Regions from separate parts of the Sus scrofa genome. Here region 2 is linked to region 1. The links are chromatin contacts, called in public Hi-C maps. All regions are on one chromosome and are shown on one strand. Each heading gives the region's core, a stretch centred on a gene start, on an enhancer-like site or on the middle of the called end of the contact. The rest is flanking DNA. Distances are from core to core; before and after follow the strand shown. Region 1 holds the start of CDKN2C (cyclin-dependent kinase 4 inhibitor C). Region 2 holds the start of DMRTA2 (doublesex- and mab-3-related transcription factor A2).

Region 1 (4,990 bases), core at 1,926-4,425:
ATAAGTGGGTGTTAGTATCTTGATAAGTATGTTTAATATAAACAGGACTGCAGAGTTGTATTAAAAATGTTTGTCAGAACTTTTTTTTTTCAGTATTAATCTCCCAGTCCTCGTGCTCATCAAAAGCCCTGTAAGATCTTATTCGTAGAGGGTTAAGTGGCTCATTCTTTGTAAGATATATATAATACTTTGAATTTTCAATAGGAAACTTTTCAATATATTTGTGGCATTGCTATCATCACCAAATTACTAGGTGGAAAAATGAATCTGCCTGAAATAACAAGATAAATAATTTAGTATCTATGTATAAGCTTCCTTAATACATTTGAAATTTTTTGCAAGGCCAGTGTATTCTGTTAAAATATACAGGCTGTATGGACTTCGTCTGTTAATAATACATCTCCTGCCACTTAAATTTCTAATATTTGCGATTAAAATAAGGCACTCTAAAAACCCACTTCCCATTGGATTTTCAAAACAGCTTTAAGTGTTGCATTTTGAAGAGCTCATAAGAATATCATCAGAACTCAGATCAACAATTTGAGACTACTTTACCATCTTTCTGTTTCTAAGTCTTTCAACTAAGTTACAAGATCAGTTCAGAGAAGGAAAAAAATTACCAGGTACACTATTTGGCAGCTGGATGTGTTTCATTTGTTGCTTGTAAATCTAATTACTAAAAATTAGAACATACCACGGTATGACCACAGAGACAAAAACACTATAAACTGAGCTCTGATTAGAAAATTCAACTTTCTATTCCTCCTCAATCCTGAATGGGTGGACGGTATTACATTAACTGTGAAATGTACATCCTGTGCCCGTGCCCAGGCCACCCATTCCAAACGAGGAAAGGTCGTTTGTCAAAACTTGAAGCTTTTGAAGAAAAACACCCTCGCCAGTAGTCAAGAAAATTAACATTAAAGTCAATTATTGGAGCAAAGTTCGGAAACCACTAATAGCAGTGTATTTACTTCAAATAATAATCATAATAATGTGTTTACAGAGCTGTCTAAAAAAAAAAAAAACCCAAAAATAAAAAACTCCGCGCTGCTACGAATGCTTTACAATCCCCACCATCACAAAAACATTCCAAAAATTAAGACCAAACCTGGAACCCAGTTGATATCGAGGATATTATTGGATTTGACGAGTTCGTTCAAAGTACGTCATTTTGGGTAGTTGGATCCACTTAAAGATATAAAATATGGCAACCAACTAGTTTTAAAAACAGTGAAATTTTGTACCCCTGAAGGCTTAAAAGCTATTATTCTAGAAACCCGGGTCACGTAGGCAACATTGTTGACCTGTTTTCCCCACCTCTCTGGATACCAACCTGCAGCGCAGTCCTTCCAAATCCATTTTGTGCATTGACGTTTACATTATTTTGCAACAAACTAGTAAGTTGCTCTAGGTCCCCCCTGGCAGCTGCGGACGCCAACTCGTTCCCCCAAGGCTCGGCCATTCTTTAGGGTCCTGACGATCGGGAAAAGATGAATTAGTTGTTTTTCTTTTTCCCCTTTCCTTTGCTCCTAACCAGGCTGCATGATGGCATCGGAGACTGACAGAAGGACTGGGATGGTTAATCTGGAGTAGAGCTTGGTAGTAAATACTAGTAAGATCTGCCTGCCAAAAGCCCGCCCCTCGATTCACACGTGATTATTCAGCAAAACTGAGCCATTGGAGAGGGGCTCCGCTCCTCGCTTTTTAGCTTAACCCCTATGAAGAAGTCTAGTGATTAACAGAGAGATATGCAGACACACATATATTCCTGGTAAATTACTCTGGACGTAAAATGTAGGCTGAGCTGTCACGTACGTACACTGCTAATCTCTGTGAGGAATGTGTGCGGAGATTTAAGGGACTAGATCAGGGAAGAAAATACTGCGGAAGAAGAGACATTTGGGGGAAGAAAAGGCATTCACCCACCCTTGTTCACGGTGGTGACCTGAGCCACGCGAGCCAGAACCGCAGGGCAGGTCCTCGGGGGGACTCGGTCTCCATCCGTCTCGCCGAAAGAGTAGTCGTGCGTCCTCCGCTGCAGGGAGAGCGCCGCGGTGGCTGGCTGCTGACGTGCTCTGGGGGTTAAAGATGATCGCCAAAAGCAAACCAGAGTAGCAGTTCCGTGGCCCTCAAGTTACAGATCGCAACAGCTCCTCAGTGGCCTTGGCTTCTCGGGAAGAGCCTTTATTTGCGTCCGGGCCGAGCTGCGGGCTAACGCCGCGCGGGAGGGCTCCGGAGCCCGCCCGCCCGGCTACCGCAGCCCCGCCGAGCCTCAGAGGCCGTGGGAGCCAGGCTCGGCGCGCGTCTCCGGAGACGGCCGGGCGCGCGGCGGGTCCCCGGCAAGCCGGTCATGCCGGCCCCACAGGGTCCCGGGGCTTCCAGAAGCGAGGACGGGGGAGAGCGATGCGGGAAGCGTCTACGGGTCCGGGTCCGCTGAGGCAGCGCGCTGCAGCATCGCGGTCGCACACGGCAGCCCACCGGGAACTTCCCGCCTACGACCAAGCCAGTTCAGACTTCCTACTGCAGAAGTTCATTCAGCCGCCGCCGCCTCTTTTCCTTCCTTTCCCGGTTTTCTGAGGTCCTCTGGAGATCGCGAGGGTCCCCGGAGGTCCCAGGCCAAGCTTTGAGTATGGGGTGCTGCCACAATTCCAAGGCACAGCCAGTCCCGCTGCCCTCTCGGGGAAAGCCCAACGGCTTCGGCGCCCGGTGCCACTTCGCCAACCTCTCGCGGTCCCCTGGCCTGTGCCCCCAGCCTGTGGCGCCGAAAGGGCAGAGGCCGCCAGCCAGCTGTGCCCGGAGCGGAGCCGGGTAGCACTGCTTCCTCCAGAGCCGCAGCGCTCCCAGTGACAGTTTCTTTTGTAGCTGGTCCCCCTCAAATCACCGGTCCCGGCTCCCTTCACCCCTACAGACACTTGTGCGTCGTGCCCCTTTCTGGTCTTTTCCTTCCCTCCCTCCCTTGCTTCTTTTTTCGCTCAAACAATTGCTGCTTCTGTTGCTGCTGCAGAGACGGTGCCGGTTTCTTCTCCCTTTTTCCGACTTCATCAGCTTTTTTTGAAAAGAAAAAAATTGAGCGCTTTTTGAGTTGAAAAACCCGCCCCCATTTTAACGGCAGTTTTAAGGAGGCTCTGCAGAGTTGCTGGCCGCGGGAGCGGGAACGCAGGGCGCCGCCCACGCCCCGCCCTCCGCGCTGGCGGCGCTCGAGCTCTCGGCCGGGCTCGCCCCGCCCCTTGCCCGGCGCCCTTTTTCTAGCCTGTTAGCAGCTTGCATTCCTCCCTCCGTCTCCTGCGCTGGCTCCCACCCGCCAGCTCGGAGGCCCGGCCCCAGCTCGAGCGGCTTTCGGCCCGGTGGAGCAGGGTTTGACCTCTTCCCACTGGCGGGCGGAATGGAGTCTGCGGAACCCCGGGCTGCCCGGGGCCGGGAGCGGGGGTGGGGCGGAGGTGGGGTGAAAGAGGCTTGTTAATTAAGGCTGTGGAGAGCAAAGCTCGGTGGGTCTGGCTGCTGGAAGGCGGAAAGCTGGCCCGAAGCGAGTGTTTCCCCGGGCTTGGCGGGGCAGGCCGGCCCGCCTCCGCGCTCCCGCGCTAGGCTCTCGAAGTTCGGGCAGCCAGGCCTACGGCTGCCGCCGCTTCTGGGGCGCGAGCCGTGTCAACTCGGCCTCCTTTTCTCAGTCCAGAGCTGCGGCCTCGCACCTGCCAGATCAACGACCAGGGCCACGATGGACAGAGGTAGCTGCAGGGGTTGAGGGAGAAACCCAAATGACAGCAAAAACAGTGCTCTGAAAAAGGAGAAGTCTTTTATAGCCTTCTTCCTCTTATTTTATTTATTTATTTATTTTTTGCGAAAACTGAAGGCACTGTATAGGTAAGAAATCATGACGAACTCTGAAGCCTTCATGTTACAGGGACTTGAAATATTCCCTTTCTTTGGGGAAAGGGAGAAAAGCAACTAACTTTAAAGCAAAATAAAAAATAAGTCCTGGGAAGGGTTTTCTAACAAGACTATTTCTTTACTGTCACAGTTCTTTAATTTCTTAGATGAGACTTGTTTTGGGGGATGTAAATGTAAAGGAATCGTATCTTCCCTGGTCAGTCATCAGGACACCAGTTCTCTGTACTTTTTACTTCCTCTTGTAGCTATTTAAGATTAATCAACTACTGCTTTCTATATTTTTTGCTCTTAAAAATATCCAGCACTGCTGCATGGTGCACCTAGTGGTCAAAATGAAACTAAGCAAAAAAAAAAAAAAAAGACAGGTGGTCTAACTATTACTGGCCTATAGCAGGCATAATATCCTCAAGCAACATCTATACCCAGCTCCTTGAAGTACACGGGGACTATTAGCAACAAAAAACACACCAACAATATCTGGATAATCATCTAGCAACAGATTGTAGAGGGAGAGTTGAAACTGGGAAGAATCTGGCAGTGTTCTCTTTAACCGAATTGGTGAGAAAAAAAAAAGTAAATAACCAGAGCTCTTTTTTTAGGTAACTAAGCTTGAAATGTGAATGAAAAATGAACTATAGCAAAAGAAATTAACTCCTCTTATTTTTACATGTATTTAGATATTTCAAATAGAAGATTTAGGATTCCATATATACCAGTAAATACCACAGATAATACAATTTACATAAATGGTTCTGGGAAATTACTATGTAATCTTTCAGTACAGCTGGGGTGTGTGATGATATAGTAGAACTGTTAGCTGATAAGAGATAACCGGTAATTTATGAAAGCTGCTTTCTAGCATTTATTATGGTTTCTGAAAAATATGAATGTTGCTTTCTAGCATTTATTATGGTTTCTTGCTAAAAGAAGAGATTATAGTAAGTCTTTTTTTTTTTTTTTGTCTTTTGTCTTTATAGGGCCACACCCACGGCATATGGAGGTTCCCAGGCTAGGGGGTCCAATCAGAGCTGTTGCTGCTGGCCTATGCCGGAGCCATAGGAACACCAGATCTGAGCCACGTCTGCAACCTACACCACAGCTC
Region 2 (5,502 bases), core at 2,220-4,719, 450 kb after region 1:
TCCGTCCCGGAGCCACTGGTTTGGGGATAATTACTTTTAATGTCAGAAAGATTTAGTTTAATATCATCTCTATTAGGCTGCCGGGAGGGTAATTAAACGGGACGCGCCGCAGCCGGCAAACAGATGGCGTCTGCTTGCTCCGAGGCCGCGGGCAAACAGCGCAAAAGTCAACGCCTCCCGGGTCCCCCATCAGAGCCCCCGGCCTTGTTCCCACTCAGCGCCTTGGCGCCGCGCCTCCAGCCCCCTCTGCTCCTCAGCCCCCAAGCCCGGCCTCACCCAGGGTCTCCACCAGGGCCGTCCTTTCGTGCCCCACCACTACCTGCACCGGGGAAGGTGAAGGGGAGTGGATTTTTGCAGCGCTGAGCGCTCGCCTGGGGCCCTCATCCTCTGGCACAGCAAAGGCGTCCCCAAATGAGTTTGAGCTAAGAGGCCCTGTGTGAGTGAGTGTGTATGTGTGTGGTTGTGTGAAGACAACCTGCCCTCAGCCACCTCATTTGTCCCCAAGGTCTGGTTTTCTCTGCCCAGGGTCCAGCAACCCGGGGGCCCTGGAGTAGGGTTAAGTCCATGCGCCAGTGAGGGCCCCGGGACGGGAACATATGCTGCAGTCTGGGTGTTCATTCAGTCGCGGAGGTGGGAGTCTGGACATCTGGGTGAGAGGTCACGTGCGGAGTGGAGGTCTCAGAATGAGGACATGCTTGTGAGAATGCTATGAAGCCCATCACACTTCCCGAAGCGGCCCTCTGGAGTGGAAGGGCAGCATCAGACTTGCATATTGTGGGCGGATACTGCATGAAGGTGCGAGGGTGTGTCCCAGGCTGTGTTGAATGAGGTCACGGGTGCAGATTGTGTGTCCAGCTGTGTGAAACTACCCTCTAGGTGTGTTTAGGGGTATAGCCCCTCAAGCTAGGCATGGTTTCCCCACCTCTGGCGGCTCAGTTCGGCCACCCCTTCTAGTCTGCTTCCCTCCGGAAAAGAAGTCCAAATCAGGACCAGCCCGGAGTGGCCTGTGGCGCTGTGAGTGCAGCGACCCCGAGAGTTCCTCCCGCATCTGTCCATGACACATTCGTTCACATGAGCCTGGGGGACTTCACATCAGGACTTTGGGTACATAAAAAGAAAGGTGTGGGGTCCCAGGCCTGTTCGGCTGTGAACACAAGGCAACCTCGTTGGGCTGGGTTCCAGGATGTGCCCTCTCCACAGCCTAAGAAAATGAGGTTCCTTGTATATCAGTGGGAAAACAGGACGCTGGACTCTAGGTTGCCGCAGGATCACTGGGACCACAGTGGGGGAATCTCACAGTGGCCGGGCCTCAAGAGTGAGGAGGGGCGTTTGGGGCAACACCCCACCTCCACCCCGGAAGCTAGGCAGATTTCTATTGTTCATTTCGTTTGGGGTTTAAAAGTGTCTCTGAAAACTTAGTGCAAGGCAGCTCTGGGGGGAGGCGCCTGGGCCCTAGCAGAGCCTGTCCTCTCTTCCCCACCCACTCCCCTGCCAGGGTGCAATTAACGCATAGATTTCTTTGACCTCATAACCTCAAGGTGTTGGAAGGTGGTGTCTGGGTCCTATGCTCCTGCGGGACTATTATTCCAGACTCACTCCCTTACCCGAATTCCATGCGGGCGACCCAACAGGAGCTGACCCCTTTCTCCCAAACATTCTCAGGCTCCGGCGAGTGAAATTTAATCGGAGCGATCAGCCAAGTCTCTATCACCATCGCAGGCTGTTAAGGTCGAGCTCGTCCCGCGCGGGCCGGGTCAACTTTCTGGAAGCACCCTGTGCGGCTCTTCCGCCTACCAGCCAGCTTCCCAACCCCCGTCCCCCGCCCCCAGCCAAGGTGTTCAGGTTGGCTTCCTGGGGGAATCTGCACGAGGTTCCGCGGTGCGCGGTGGAGCCCCGATTCTTTGCGCCTTCCTACCCCAATCCCCAGCCTCTAGCAGCAGAGCCGGCTGGGCTGGCAGCAGCAGACCTGCCAGGTGGAAGGGGCTACATCCCCAGGCCTCCGGCCGAGTCTGCATGCCCAGTACGGCCGCCCCTCAGACGGAGCGGGCTAGAGCCTGGTGGCCCTGGAAGTTCGAAAGAGCAACGCGAAAACGCTTGGTCGGGAGTGGAGGGAGAACGACGGGAAAACTCATTTTTCTCATGAATTAAACGAATTTTCTTTACCCTGAAGGAGAGGGAGAAAGGTGGAGAATAAAAAAGGAGAGAGAAAATTAGAACGAGGAAAAGAAAGAAGGAAAAAGCAAAGAGAATCACAGCTAAAGAAACCCGAGGCGATCCCGCCGGAGGACCACGGCATTAATTCCAGATGTTGCCATTGAAAAGGGAAACAAAATCCGAAACCTGTTACCTCTTCTGCGGACTAAACTGTTCCTCAGGGTCGTGACGTCAGGACGGGAGAGTAATGCAAAAGTTAAAACTCTTCCTGGGGGCCCGCGGCGACCTTGTCTCCGGACCAGAAGGACTGAGACTGGTGCGCGTCCTGCGTCCATGAGGATCTGGGGAAACAGGACAGTTTTTTACTTTCGCTTAAAAAAGAAAATCAAACTCTGAACTTAAAACAACGCGGAAAAGAATCCCACCACCACGGAAAATATATCTAGATGCTGCAGAAGTGGGGAAAGGAAAAGGCAAAATGGGGCAGAAGGACGGAGTTAGGGGGGCGGGGAGAGGAAAGGACAGAGCGCACGGCTCCAGCGGGCGCCGACAGGAAGCGCAATCTCATTTCTCCTTTCCAGATCCTTTTTAAAAACGAAATTCCTCAAACCACACTTACCCTCCGTGATGCCTTGTCGTATCAGGACTTTTTAAATAAAGGAAGACCTGCGTTTTAAAGGCAGCAGGGGGGAAAAAACTGCCTCAACTACCCCACACGCATCGGATTCGGGAGCATGCCGAAACAGCCGGACGGAGGCAGGAAAAATCGTCCTGGCATTTATGCCACGAGTACCCTCCCTTCTCCACCCTTGCGCCCCCGTTCCACCCCCACCCCAACCGCGGTAATTGTCACCTGCCCCCATCCCGCCCCCGGTCGCCGGCGCTACTTGGGAAAGTTGGTCTTGCCAGGCGCCCCCGGCCAGTGGGAGCGGCGCAGCGGAGCCCGCGCCCCAGAAACCGAGGGGTTACACACGTCTACGTAGAGGCGCATCGGACACGGTAATTAAGAGCAATTCACACGCTCTCGGGCACACGGAAACTACTTGTCACGGTATTTTCAACGCTCCTCCTTGCCCACTTTTTTCCACTCCTTCCCTGGCGCGCCCCCTCCCCTCCCCTCCCCTCCCCGAGGCACTCAGAGGAGCTTTTGGAGTTTCGAATCTTTCGGACACTGTAGAATGCGGGGCTCCCCGGGCGCGGGCCCGGCCAATCAGAGCGCCGTCTGCCTCCCCTGGCCAATGGCAGGCGCCACATTGTTGTCCAATTCTGTCTAATGGAGCCCTAAGGAGCAACAATAGAGCAGGCGAGCCGCTCATTGAGAGTCTGGCAGCGCCCGGCAACTGGGGCCCGGTTGTGCGCAGCTTTCGGCGCGCTCCGAGAGGGGACGCCGCGCGGCGAGGGCCGGGTCGAGGGTTCCAGCTAGCAGATCCCTAAACGGTCCCCTGGCTCCGATTTCCGACGGAAGGGTTGGACAGCGCAGCGTTCTGAGGGGGTCCGGAAGTTCGGACATGGTGACTGAAGGAGGGTGACGTGGTCAGATAAGGGGCCAGGGGGCAAGGGGAAGAGGCCGAGAGCGCCAGCGTCGCGAGCGGAGCTGGGAGGCGCGTGCAGCGCCAGCGGAGGAGGATCCCCCAGCCCACGGCAGGTAGTTGAGGGCCGCAGGGAGGGCAGGGGAGGCGGCCTGGCCTTCCGCCCCTGTCGATGAGGCCCCCGGGCCACTCCGGCCGTGGGGACTGCGCAGCTCGAGGGGCCTGAGGGAAGAGGCACCGCGCTTAGGGACGGGGTCCTGGATTCTTGAGCGGAAACCCCAGGATTCGGTCCCGGGCTCTGGCGGGGAACCGGGGACCCAGAGGAGGCCTCGGCGGAAGCTCAGAGTTGGGCCTGCTTGGGCCTTCTGTGCCGTGTCGCAGAGAGGACGCCTGTGTTCTCTCAGACCCAATTCCAGAGGCAAGTCTCATGCCTCGGTGCTGTCTGCTGGGCCGTTCAAGTCCCAGAAACCCAACTCCGGGGCCAGAACTCGGGAATTGCTCCCGAGCGGGGTCCCACGGGGCCCCAGGATGGGGAGGGCGTGTCTGACGGCTCGATCCCTAAACCGGGAGGGGAGGGGAAGGCCGGGAATGCTGGTCAGCGAAAAGGATCTCCCTCCCAAAAAGCCTAACTTTTGCAAGATAATTTTTTCCTCCCCTGACTACTCCAGACTACAAGGCTAAAAACTGTGCCACAGGTTTACTCCATCCCCACCCCCAGCCTATGCCTGCGGGCTTTTCTTCCTGTACACGCCTCTCCCCCCCCGTGTGGGCCCCGGGTCCCAGACCCACATAACACCTGTTTCTTGCTGTTTTTCTCGCCCTTCAAGCTAATCTTTGGGCTGGGTTTGCCTAGCCAAAGAGTTTCTTCTGCTGGATTTTCTCCTTAATCCTCCTTCCCAGGCCTTCTAAACTCAGCTCCACAATCATTTTCTCTCTTACTCTCTGGAGGCCTGTACCTCGGATCCTGGAGCCCCCACATTTCCTCGGGTCTCTGGGCCCCTTGGCCTAAATTTGCCCTGAGTTGTTTGTTTCACTTCACTTCCTAGAGCTTCTTCTTCTTCTTTTTCCTGATTTTTTGTCTCCAAATCTCCTTCTCCCACCAGCAAAAAAAAAAAAAAAAAGAAAAGAAAAAAGAAAAGAAAAAAAAAAATCCCCCAGCCCAACCAGCTGAACTTTATGTCTCAACATCTCCCTCCTCTTCACCTTTCTCCTAAGCCAAATGTTTCCGCTGAGGTTTGTCCTGTTTTGCTCTTGGCATCAATCTAGTTGTTGGGTTAAAATTTTTCATCTAATCCGAGTCCCAACAAACATTTTGCTCTACCTCGGTTAAGCTAAACTTTTGGATAATATATATATATTTTCAAACCCTCGTTGCATTCACCTGAACCAGTGACTTTCAAACTTTGTCTTTTAATTTTTTTCCAGCGGAACCCCTGATTCAAACGAAATCTTACACCCAGTGCATAAATCAGTCGTAAGAAGAAGAGCTCTGGTGGGAGTGGGGTGCGAGAGCTGGGCCTTACAAGGGGGCTCCAACGGCACCTCCTCCCAGCAATTTGGCAACCGCTAGCCAAACTTCCGCTGCCGCTGAAATGCCCCTGTCTAAGCTTGGATTTCTTTAGCTTAGCGCGCCGTGTACTCCTCACCGCAAGTTTCTCCCCTCTTCCCACGGTCTTCCACGCCAGGTCCTGCCATGGAACTGCGCTCCGAGCTGCCCAGCGTCCCCGGCGCGGCGACGGCGGCGGCGACAGCGACCGGGCCGCCCGTGGCTTCGGTGGCGTCGGTGGCGGCGGCGGCAGCGGCCGCCGCTTCGCTACCG

What was found. Hi-C and Micro-C count contacts between places; a contact is called where the count stands out from the background.
Region 2: a Hi-C map of epiblast stem cells shows a contact between it and region 1, with 4 times the contacts expected there. The contact joins the promoter of DMRTA2 here to the promoter of CDKN2C in region 1. A contact is called at or near these places in 5 of 47 Hi-C or Micro-C datasets (brain, embryonic fibroblasts, epiblast stem cells and 2 more).

What each region holds. Positions count from the first base shown.
Region 1 is chr6:161,163,506-161,168,495 of Sscrofa11.1, forward strand. It overlaps CDKN2C (cyclin-dependent kinase 4 inhibitor C), which reads right to left and starts at 3,176. Exons shown (of 3, transcript XM_003127980.4): 1 at 1,930-3,176; 2 at 1,337-1,476. The coding sequence starts at 1,465.
Region 2 is chr6:161,613,177-161,618,678 of Sscrofa11.1, forward strand. It overlaps DMRTA2 (doublesex- and mab-3-related transcription factor A2), which reads left to right and starts at 3,470. Exons shown (of 3, transcript XM_003127981.4): 1 at 3,470-3,799; 2 at 5,369-5,502. The coding sequence starts at 5,377.